Linked DNA regions of Rattus norvegicus: region 1 is linked to region 2. The links are chromatin contacts, called in public Hi-C maps. All regions are on one chromosome and are shown on one strand. Each heading gives the region's core, a stretch centred on a gene start, on an enhancer-like site or on the middle of the called end of the contact. The rest is flanking DNA. Distances are from core to core; before and after follow the strand shown. Region 1 has its middle 780 kb from the start of Inhba. Region 2 overlaps Sugct (succinylCoA:glutarate-CoA transferase).

Region 1 (5,355 bases), core at 441-2,940, 690 kb after region 2:
AGGAGACAAGCCCAGGTATCACTTCGTTGCAACCCCCTCACTCCAGGTGGCTCTCTGAGAGAAGCAGAACTGCTGGCTTTTCTTATGGTCCTTTTCCTCTGAGAAGTGATGTAATGCAATTGAAATTTTTGCCTGTTTATTGTCCTATCGCCCATAGCCCTATGACTCTATAGTATCCTGAGAAAGAATTAGATTAGATTAAAAATAAAAGCCAAGTCTTATCATTAGCGTGTCCTTTGGGTCCATTTTTCATGTTTGACTCACCCATACTTGGGTATCTTTAGTCTTTCTCTGCCTTCCTGTATCTCCCCACTAAAGCCATATGTATCTGCTTGTAGCCAGTGCAACTGAGCTCCCCAAACACAGATTCCCATGAAAACTGAACAAAAGAGGAGGGGAGAGGCAGAGCATGTTAAATGTCTCATTAGGCCTTCTGTCTGATTCTCATTAGATTCGCTGACTGCTTCTCATTAGGCCCATTGCCTCGACTTCTTTCAGGCCCTGAATATGTAGGCCAGTGCTTATTGTCATGGTTGGTCGAGAAGATCTATTTCATTTCTTCATAAATTGAATGTGGCTTCTGAAAGGTCCCAGGCAGTTTCTTTTGGCAATGTTGAGGCAGGCTTATTGTTATTTGTTATTTTTCGAGTAATCCTAGACAGGGTGGGCAGAAGAAATAACTTAAAAGACCCAGCAGAAAACTTCAAACACTGCTTCAGAATTAGGGCACTGGGGAATCATTGTCACAGCCAAAAGGCCAGCCTCCTATGTGGACATTTGCAACAGGACATCATGAACAAAGTCACCAATACCACAGTGTTCAGAAAGTACACAACATGGGAAGAAGGAAAACATATGGAAAGAGGAGGGCCAGGACATTGCTAAGTTGCAAATCCCATTCTCCTGACCATTTCAGAGCATGCACAGTGTTGAAAAAAAGAAGCAAATAATAGCATTAATAAAGTGCTGTGTTATTTAATATGCCATAAAATAATTTATATATGCATTAGCATATTGTAAAGACATCACTTACATATCAGTATTCATCACAGAAGAACACGTGGATGCTGGAGAAATCTCCCCTGGGATAGCAGGTGGTTAACAGAACTTAGAATTGATGACATGCTGATAATGATATAGTGGACGTCACTTTGGAGTCTCATGGGAGAGACATGTGTCCAGTAATGCAGAAAAGAGTAAAGAGCCTTTCCCAGGAGTGTAAAAGAAATCAGCTGTTATGTGTTTTCTCTACTTTTGATTTCCTTCTTAATGCTGGCCTCCTACTTTGGGTGAACACGGTCTGTACCCAACCTTCACTCTGACAGCCATTTGATGCCCCAAATCAGAGATTGTTTTCTCTCAAGCTGTCTTCCCCCAGACCTGGAAGGCTGAAGGTAGAACTTTAATAACCCTTGGAAAGCAGGTGTTTTTCTTTCAACTAAGTGTCTGACGTGTGTTTAATATGGCTCTACACAAGAAAGTCAAACCGCTCAAAAGAATATCTTTGTAAAAATAGACATCAACACAAGGTTTGAACTTTTTTCTCTTCCATCCCTCCACCCAGAGGCAAGAGAAAAGATGTCTCCATATATGGCCTTCTCCTCTATCAGGAAGCAGGGCAAGTCCTCCCCAAGGAGGAAGGACCATGACTCACTAACAAGGCCAGGGTGGGGTCCCTGTCAGACACATTCCAGCTGCTGCATAAGCTGGAAAGGCATGGTCACTTCTTTGTGGCTTTTGTTCAAGTATGCAGTGTCCTACTCAGAAGATGGCACTGGAGTCATGTGTGTTGTGTGCCTTTGGAAGAATGTTTTTCCTAGCATACAACTATACGAACTCAGTCATGTCTTTCTGTGTGCTGCCTTTGTGCTGGGCTTGATATTCAGCCTTTAAAGGGACAGCATGGACAGGAGAGACTAGCACCTATTGTTAGGAAAGGGCATGGTTGTTCCAAAGATGTTTGTATAGACCCACCCCTACCCACCATACTGACTTCTAAGAAAGCTCCAGCATAATTTTTTTTGGAGGACTAGACCTTTGAACATGCCAGGATATTTGTACAGTAGATTGCAATGTTCATTCACAATATTCACAGACAAAACCTGTTTGCCTTTCAAGCGGTTCCATGAATGTACTATGTTTGTTAAGTGCTGGTAAGAGGACAGGCCTTTGTGCATTCATGTTTGAAAGAAGTGTGCTCATTGGTGCCTCTGAGCCATGGCTGTGAGGATGAAATAAAAATTTGGCTCCAAAGCCTTTAGCAGAAAACCCAGCTCAGAGGCAGACTAGAACAATAGGCTGAAAATGATCTTGGGCTTTCAAGTACTTTATCCTATCCAAACTTTCAGGGTAAGAACCTGATCTCCCAGAAAGTATTTCCTTTATTGCCAACCATAGAGAATCACTGAGAAACTAATTAAAGAATTAGAATCTCATTCCCTCTTCAGTTAGCTGACCCTCGGCCAGAGGCTAGATTCCAAACAAAGACAGTCTGAGCCAACAAGATATAGAATGAGACTCATCAGCGTACACAGGCTGTATGCTCTTGGTCTCCTCTTTCAAAGAGTTACCTAAGTGCAAACTACCTTTTTTTTGTACAATGGAGAACCATCAGAAATAATCGAGTTGGAAGTTCCGGAAAGTCACTCATTTATTGGACTCGACTTTCTACCCTTCCCTCGAATTCCAGGAGCCAGGTCAAGACAGTGAGTTCTCATGGAAAATTAAGTACATTCGCAAAGGTGCTTAGAGAAATATGCTTGTTTCAGGTTTCAGACTCTCAAGAGGATAGTAGTCATTGATTTCTAGCCTTAAAGCAATGATAAAGACTTCCAGATATGAATGGGCTTCTATGGAACCCAGCCAGTCTGCCTGAAAGACTCCCGCTATAAAATATTTGGTTTCTTCTGGACACCCACCCTCTTCTCCCTGTACTTCTCCCTCACTTTTTGAGGTCGCCTCACTTGGCAGCCACCCTGATGATAACACAGAATGGCATTTATTGGCTGGATAGTTTTCTTATTTAAGACTAACTACTTTAAGACTGTGAAATGATTTCTGAAAGTTACATGATTATCTGCTGAAGCAAATGCCTTTGTGACAGCATATATATTTGTTGGTCAGTTATGTAGTAGTCATAGACCTAGAGAAGAAGGGCCCTCTGGGATCCCTGGAAAGTACATTTTACTAATATCAAAAGGTATTAGGCTGACAGATGCAAATTTAATTTTAAACATAATTTAGAAGAAACAAATATTAGTTTAGCTTAAAACACAGTTATTTCTGATTGAAATGAAGGTTGGCTTGAAAACTATCACAGAATAATGAGTGGTTCTCATTGCTCAGACAACATATTGTCCCGACTTATTGTTACAAGTCTGATAAATCTGAGTGATACTGGCTGATTCATTTAGATTGCTATCGCTGAACAGGGTTTTCCAAAGGTATTTTGCACTTCTGAAATATCTTAATCTAGAAGAAAGTTCTATACAAGAGTGACCATGTCTAAATGAAAGTTGATACAGGTTTAGATTCAGATTGGGAGCCATCAAGTTCCTCTCTCTGACGGAGAGTATGGATCTCGCTGGCAGAATGTATAGGCTCTCACCTCAGAAGCGAGATGCAGTGCTTTGGCAAATTCTCTAATTTTCCTATTTGAGACTTATTGTCTAACGCCAGATAGATTCTCTTGCAAAAGACCAAACATTAGACTTTGAACTTCTGATGAAAGATTTAATGTGCAGCGATCAATGAGCGAAACCATTATGCAACACTAGAAATATGCAAAAAGTTAAGATGGAAAGGGGAAAATTAATATTCTTGAATTATTTGAACATGACAACATGGAATTTGCTTTAAGTAAAAACTTGTATGACAATGGAATCTTGAAATAATTACAACTAAAATCTGAGGAAAATGGACATAGTGTTCTGTATTTTTAAAAGAAATCAGTGTGCTGAATTGTGCTATGTAGAATTCGCTGTTTTCTCTTTCCTTAACAAAATCTTGGGTGTATTCCATAACTTCCTGGTCACATTTGGTAATTAAAACTTAGTGTGGCTTAATTTAAACCCTTAATTGCATTTCCAATTTAAAGCTAGAGCTGTGACTCGGGCTGCTATGAAAAGGGGTGGGGGCAAGATCTGTCTCTGGAGCCATGTTGTCCTACCCCTTCCTAAACTCGTATCTTCCTAGGAGCTCAAAGGAGAGCCTAGGGCTTTGAGAAATACTTCCTTAAATGGTTGCTTTAATGTGGGTAGAAAGTGCCTTTAGGCATTGCTCTGACCTTTCCTGGTCCCATCTTCTGGTCCTGGTTTTCACACATGTATTACATATGTGTTTTTTACTTTTATTCACCTTCCTTGGTGTAGTCTTATATGCTGTAAACCCTGAGTGAGCATCTCAGGTCTTTTTTTTCCCCCAAAGCTGATAACCGAACCCAGGGCCTTGCACTTGCTACGCAAGCGCACTATCACTGAGCTAAATCGCCAACCCTGCATCTCGGGTCTTAACTTGGTGGATAGTAACTAAAGGTGTGGCATGCATCAAGCGCTCCTTCAAGTGGAACCAGTAAGGAACCCAGCTTTCCTTTAACGCCAGGTGAGCATGGAATGGAAGTGTCAGTTCTGGTAATCAACTTACCTTTTCCAGATGTTTCTGCCACTGTTTCTATAAGTTCTCAGAAACACATCTCTAGGAATTTGTGGACTGAAAGTTGATTATAACCCATGTAGTTCCATATGTTTGTTCCATACTTCTAGGCCACACATTAAATATACTCAAATACTCAGCCACTGCATCCTCTTGAGAAATAGGAGTCTGTCAGCTTTTGAAGTGCAAATGGGCCCTAGTTCTTAAGGAATTATCAGTTACTTTTTATTGTAGGTTCCCACAACTTCTATGGATGCTTTTCTTGGAATCTACACATTTTTGGAGGAGGGAGTGGCACATGTACTCTTCTCTGTTCTTATGGTCTAAGCCTTTGCTGAGAACCTTTTTCTCCATAACCTGGAAAAGGCCTGATTAGGTAATATCTGATGGACTGTGACCCTGTTGATATCACTGCTTCTGCTGGAACATATCTGTTACTACCACATGGTGCCTTATTTGTGGGTCTTGTTGGAATATGAGTACCTCTGTCTCTAGGTCTGGAATAACCTTTTACCTATTACATGAATGAAAATTAAAAGTGACTTACATATTCAGGGAACTGTGGCCCTACAAAGGTAGTTTAAGTGGGAACTGGTTACAGGAAAGAAGTTATTTTTCACACAGACTGTGTTAATTGTTTAGCATCAGAATGATCCTATCCCTGCCTGAGGTAGAGATTACATTTTACAATGGAGCTGACTTTGC
Region 2 (5,674 bases), core at 1,940-4,439:
TTTCGATGCTCAAGGACAGTATACTGTGATGCTTAAAAACTATTTTTGATTTTTGAAAATCACAATGGCCTTCAGTTAACAACTGCAGAATTTTAAACACTCGTCACTGCAGGGCTAAGTACTGAGAGGCACAAGGAAAGGCAATGAATTAGTAAACATTTGGAGGTGTTTTGGAATTTCATCTGCTTCTCTTGCATTCTCAAGTTACATGAAGAATTGATATGATTGTATATTTCCTATGCTAACAAATGCTAAAAATTATCAAAAAGAACGAGTGTCATTTTGAATACGGAAGCACGATAAATAGCCATCGTGATTAGTAACACGTTAGTAAGAGGCATTACAACTGGGAGGTGATGTTAATGAGGGATTACTATGTACCAGTTATTAAATGCTTCATACATATTAATTTAGTCACACAACAGTCCTTTAAATAATCATGAAATTTATATTAATACTTATATTACAATATATTTCTCTCTTTCCAACAAAGAAACAGAGGAAATGAGAGTTTAGGTAATTTGGTCACAGTCACAATTATATGTTATAACTGGGCCTCTAACTTAGGCAGGAGGACCTGGGTCTATGAAAGGCTCTGGCAGATGATTTTCTGTCTTAATGTTACCTTGGAGAAAGAATTATGTGGCATTTTTCTCTTCATAATTTCTCCCTCAAGGCTGCCAAGAACAGTTGAAGAGGCGCAAACATTTCAGTTGCTTATTCATTACAGAGATCCTTAATTATGACTTAAAAGCAAATTTCCTCCAGGAAGTCAGGTTTTACATCTTCAGAATATATCTTTTGATTACATATGCTAAAATTGTATTAGAATAGTAATTAGGTCAGCTTGTAGTGAAACCGTTCTATCTTTCTTTCCATCATTTTAATGAAAATACAATCTTTGAGCAATACACAAGTTTGGGGTGGTTTTAGTTATTCTTGAGATTTTCAAATGGTATTTCCATGAGGTCGTAGGCTAGGGCAGGAGTTGGAGACAGAAGGTATATGTGGGACATGAGGGAATAAATCTTGAGAGAAACCAAGTAGAGACATTTCTAAAAATTTTAACTCCATGTCAAAGGAAGAAATTCTATCTTTCTGCTTTTATTAGTTTGAAATAAAGGTTCCACTGCTTGAAAGAGCTCGTTTGTCCCAAGTTAGTAATTTTGTATGAAAGGATCAGACAGGACTGGAAAGTGGTTTTTTGCATGTTTGTATGTTTTAGGGATGACAGATTGGTCTCCTTCCTTGTTGGAAATTCTTGTGGGTCATAGGCTTCTAGAACTAGAAACTAAGTCTACTCTAGAGCAGAGGGAGGCTGTGCTAAGGGAGTCATGTGTGGCCTGCAGGGCTCATCTGTGGAGGAGAGATCAATTCGCTGTTAAGACACTAGGCTGTGGTGTCGTGACCCTCAGGCTCACTACATCCATCCTTCACTCTTCTACAGACTTTCCAAGCTCTGTCCTATGTTTGGGTGTGGGTCTCTGCATCTCTCCCAGGCATAGCAGTGTCAGAGGCTGGTTTTCTCCAATGGGATGTGTCTCAAGTTGGGGCAGTCATTGGCTGTCCATTCCCTCAATCTCTCCTCCATCTTTATCCCTGTGCATCTTGTAGGCAGGACAGATTTTGGGCGTGGCTACAGGAGTTGGCCACTTCAGTCTCCATATCCCCAACTGCTAGGAGTCTCAGCTAGGGTCAACCCTAGAGAATTCTGGGAGCCTCCCCAATTCCATGTCTCCTCCTAGTCCCAGAGATGCCCTCCCACAGATTTTTGTTCTCTTTCCCACACCCCTGCTCACACCTGATCCCATTCCCATTCTCTTCCTCACCCCCTCTACCACCCAGTTCCCCCCTCTCCATCCACCTCCGATGTCTATTTTATTTCCCCTTCTGCATCTATGCAAGCATCTTCCCTTGGGCCCTTCTTACTACTTAGTTTCTCTTGGGTCTGTAGATTGTATCATGGTTTCTTTTATGGCTAATATCCACTTATAATTGAGTACATTCCATGTGTATCTTTCTGGGTTTGGGTCACCTCACTCAGGATGATATCTTCTAGTTCCATCTATTTGCCTATAAGTTTCATGATGTCTGTTTTTAATAGCTGAATAGTATTCCATTGTGTAGATGCACGTTTTCTTTATCCATTGTTCAGTTGAGGGACATTTAGGTTGGTTCCAGTTTCTGGCTATTACTACAAAAATACCTACACAGTAAATTAACCTGGGCCCATGAGAGCTCGCAGAGACTGAACCACCAACCAAAGAGCATGCAGGGGCTCCACTTAGGCCTCCTACGCATTTGTAGCAGATTGTGCAGCTTGGTCTTCATGAGCATGCCCTAACGACTAGAATAATGGAATTTGTGAGAGTGTGACAAGGAGGCTGCAATTGGAATGTAAAGTGAAAAAAATGAGCAAATAAATGAAAAATCATTTTTACTAACTTCAAAATAATAAAATAAGGAGAGTAGACTGGTAATTCTATGTAGAGGTCAAGGTTCTTTAGAATAAGCCATATAAGTCTGGATTCAGGCAGCAATTGGGGTTGCTGTAGTTTTGCTCTGTTCTTAGAAGTAACCCCAGAAACTTGTATTAAGATTCTGAATAGGTTTGGTTCCTTACCCTGGTAGATCCCTGTTCAAGAACAAATTAACTTGAGTAGTGGGAAAAAAAATGAGCTCTGAAACACGTATAAATTACTACTATAATTTAGTTAGGGTCTAGATGTATATATAGTTCAGTGGCAGAATGTTTCTCTCTATGTTCATGGCTTGAATTGCATCCCAGCATTGCAAACCAAAAGCCCATGAGGGGTGTTTACAATGAAAGGGAACACACATTGTATTCAGTGCTGAAGTGAATATGTATTGGAGACCTGAGCAGAGGGAGCAGTAAATATGTTGGGGAGTGGGGCCATGAGGTCTGAGCACTGACCAAAGTCATGTTAAGGATTCCTTTGACCCGTTTGTCGTCTGAGGGTAGGAACAGATGTGAGATCTCTTGGGACCTGGCTTCCATGAGAAGTCTAGGAGTGGCAGCATGGGTATCAGCTGCATGTTTTTCAGATCTGGCAGGCTCTGTCTGGTTCACTCAGTGAGCAGAGGCGATTCATTTTCACATTAGGCTTTGGGAATCTTTGCTATAATTTGAATTTTCCCTTTTGTCATCCCAGAAAGAGTCCACTAGATGTCACTCTTGTAACCTGGTAATGGGGATTCTAATTTTCAGCTGGGCCTTGCAAGAATTTCTGACCAAGATCTTATTATTAGATGATTTCCATCCCACCCCCAGGGCTACTGATATACACACTGATTATTTAAGGTAAAATTACCTTTCTTCTTTGGTTCAAAGTATTCACAGGGATTCCTGGAAACGATTTTCATTTTGTTGAATTAGCACTGCTGTTCACTGCCTCCCACCCCCCTTTTTGCAGGAGTTAGTCTGTCATTATATAATGTTAACATGGGGTATGCTGCCAATTCTTTGACTAGCTCACTGAGAGAGTACCACTCTGGGCTGCACACACTAACACACAAGCTAGATCTCTGTGGAAATTATTGAGAGCAGAAAGGAATGAAGGCTGGATTGTGGAATTAGCTTCAACCTGGGATGTGTTTGCTGGAGGAAGTGCCAGCTTTTCTGCGATCTTGGAGTGTCTCTAGGGTAGTTTTATAAAGAAGACTAAGTAGGCCTACAGAAAGAAGTCTAACTGTAATCTTGTAGGGAGTTAGCTTCAGCCATGGAATGAATGTAAGCACATTTGCAGGTACAGTAACATCCTGAGGGAGATTATATACTTTGAGAGATGTATCAGGTGCTTATGAAAGGACCTGTTAACAGCTGGTTAGGTCTGCATGTTAGAAAAGACAGTTGGACAGATTAAAGACCATGCTTTGGAAAAGCCCAGCCTGAGAAAGTTAGTTTCTTGAAATAAATCAATTACTTGCACAGTTCTTCCTCTTAGTCTGATGTGGGTTTTCATCTGTTGCAACAAATGTAGCAGAAAATGGAGTAAAGTAACAGGTGTGTGTATATCTGACTGTGTTTCCTGAGCATGTGTATTTGTTCTTCTGGAGGGAGGGGCACCCGATTTGTAACATGCATTGCTAAATGAATGAAAATGTTTATTCTAATTAATTTCAACAAAGAAAAAATACCAACATAACAGTAGAATAACTTTAGCTTAAATGCGATTGCCTTTTGTTGGAAAGGCAGTTGGGATGTTTTCTTCAAAGTTAGAGTCCTTACCAGGTTGTTTATTAGGACTTGGTCTTGATTGCTGGGAAAAGAATTAATTTTACATTATTTTGCCGAAAATACATATTTATATTTTCAAAGCAGTACTTTTCTCCACATCCTTCCCTTTTAATTGTCATTCCTGAGGCACAGAGCTGCCAGGAACAGCATCATACATTGACATGCTGTTTGGCTTGCAGCAAGGTCTTGGGAATTACGTCCTTGAAACACTGCTTGATTTTGCAGATCTGCATTCATCTAAATAGCTGAAAATATGTCCTGACTCAAGGGTTGTAGCGATGAATTGGCGTATCAGTGTGTTGAATGTCTGTGGCATAGTGTCTGGTGGGTATTGTGTGCTTAGTATAAATATTATGTACAAATGTACTTAACAGTAGCTGTTAAGGCCATTTCTGTACCCACTCCAGCCATAGACCTATGCTTACTTGCATTTTTCAGCTATTACAACAGCCCAACAAGTGTGACAGAAGCCCCTGTCCTAATAGTGTACCTTTACCGAAAGAGCTCCAAATTATGCAAAAGTCTTCCTTTTTCCTCAGTCTGGGAAATGTATCCAAGAGGAGAAAGGGTGTCAGTACGAACAGAGTAGCCAAATTGAAGAGTGGCAGGGAGCTAATCAATCCTAGAACAAAATCAGGGAGAGAATTTCTCCTTAAAACCTACATTGAAATCCTAGTGAAAATTCACTTCTGTGTTTAAAATGGTGATCCATCTCAGTATAACAGCACAGCACAGCATAGCATAGGCTAGTTTATAGGATTGTCAGTAGTATATCAAGGCTAACCCATGTTCTGAATAACTATTTTTAAAGTTGGCTTTAAGGAGAAATACAATGTGAAATGCAAATTGGAAATCCTGCTTGAATTTTTGCACAATAAATTCCTGATTGCCCATTCTTTATTGTTTTTTAATATGTTGGGATATGCCCAAATCCTTGTAAGTTGGACTTCAGGAAGGACTTCAGGCTTTTAGTAGTAATTACTCATACCTTGACATCATTGGAATATTACTTGGGTAGCAGCTTTCCACTCTTAGAAAAGCTGTCTGAAATACAGCCTAAAAACCTTTTTGGGTTTCTATCATGAACAGCACTGTGCATTTCCTGGACAATATCTTCTGATTATTCATGATGGAGACTGAAACCAGCATCAGCTGTGTTCATGTGCTGTTTCAGATAGACGAGGGTACAGAGGGTTTAAAACACGAGCACTATGAACTAGAAAAATAAACTCGTTTTTGCTCTTGCTAGAGTTTTGAACAACACATTGTATTTCTTCTTGTTTTTAAAATGTGGTTAATATTAATGTGTACATTTGGCAATTGGTTAAAATGCAACTCATAAAATCTTAAAAGAGGGGAAAGTCACTCTCCTCCCCGCAATATGTCATTATTGTTTCCATTGTAGGAATCAAATTA

What was found. A called contact is a pair of places that touch in the nucleus more often than the background predicts.
Region 1: a contact with region 2 is called in a Hi-C map of the Rat2 cell line, with 7 times the contacts expected there. The contact joins two enhancer-like sites. A contact is called at or near these places in 3 of 12 Hi-C or Micro-C datasets (the A7r5 cell line, the Rat2 cell line and frontal cortex).

The regions. Positions count from the first base shown.
Region 1 is chr17:53,024,856-53,030,210 of GRCr8, forward strand. No RefSeq gene overlaps it. Among named protein-coding and RNA genes, the nearest start is that of Inhba, 780 kb to the right of the region's middle. Within about 2 kb of position 1,691, at least 10 of the 93 cell types and tissues checked have an H3K27ac peak or open chromatin away from gene starts, as enhancers often do.
Region 2 is chr17:52,336,157-52,341,830 of GRCr8, forward strand. The region is part of intron 9 of Sugct (succinylCoA:glutarate-CoA transferase); the gene reads left to right. Among named protein-coding and RNA genes, the nearest start is that of Sugct, 270 kb to the left of the region's middle. Within about 2 kb of position 3,190, at least 4 of the 93 cell types and tissues checked have an H3K27ac peak or open chromatin away from gene starts, as enhancers often do.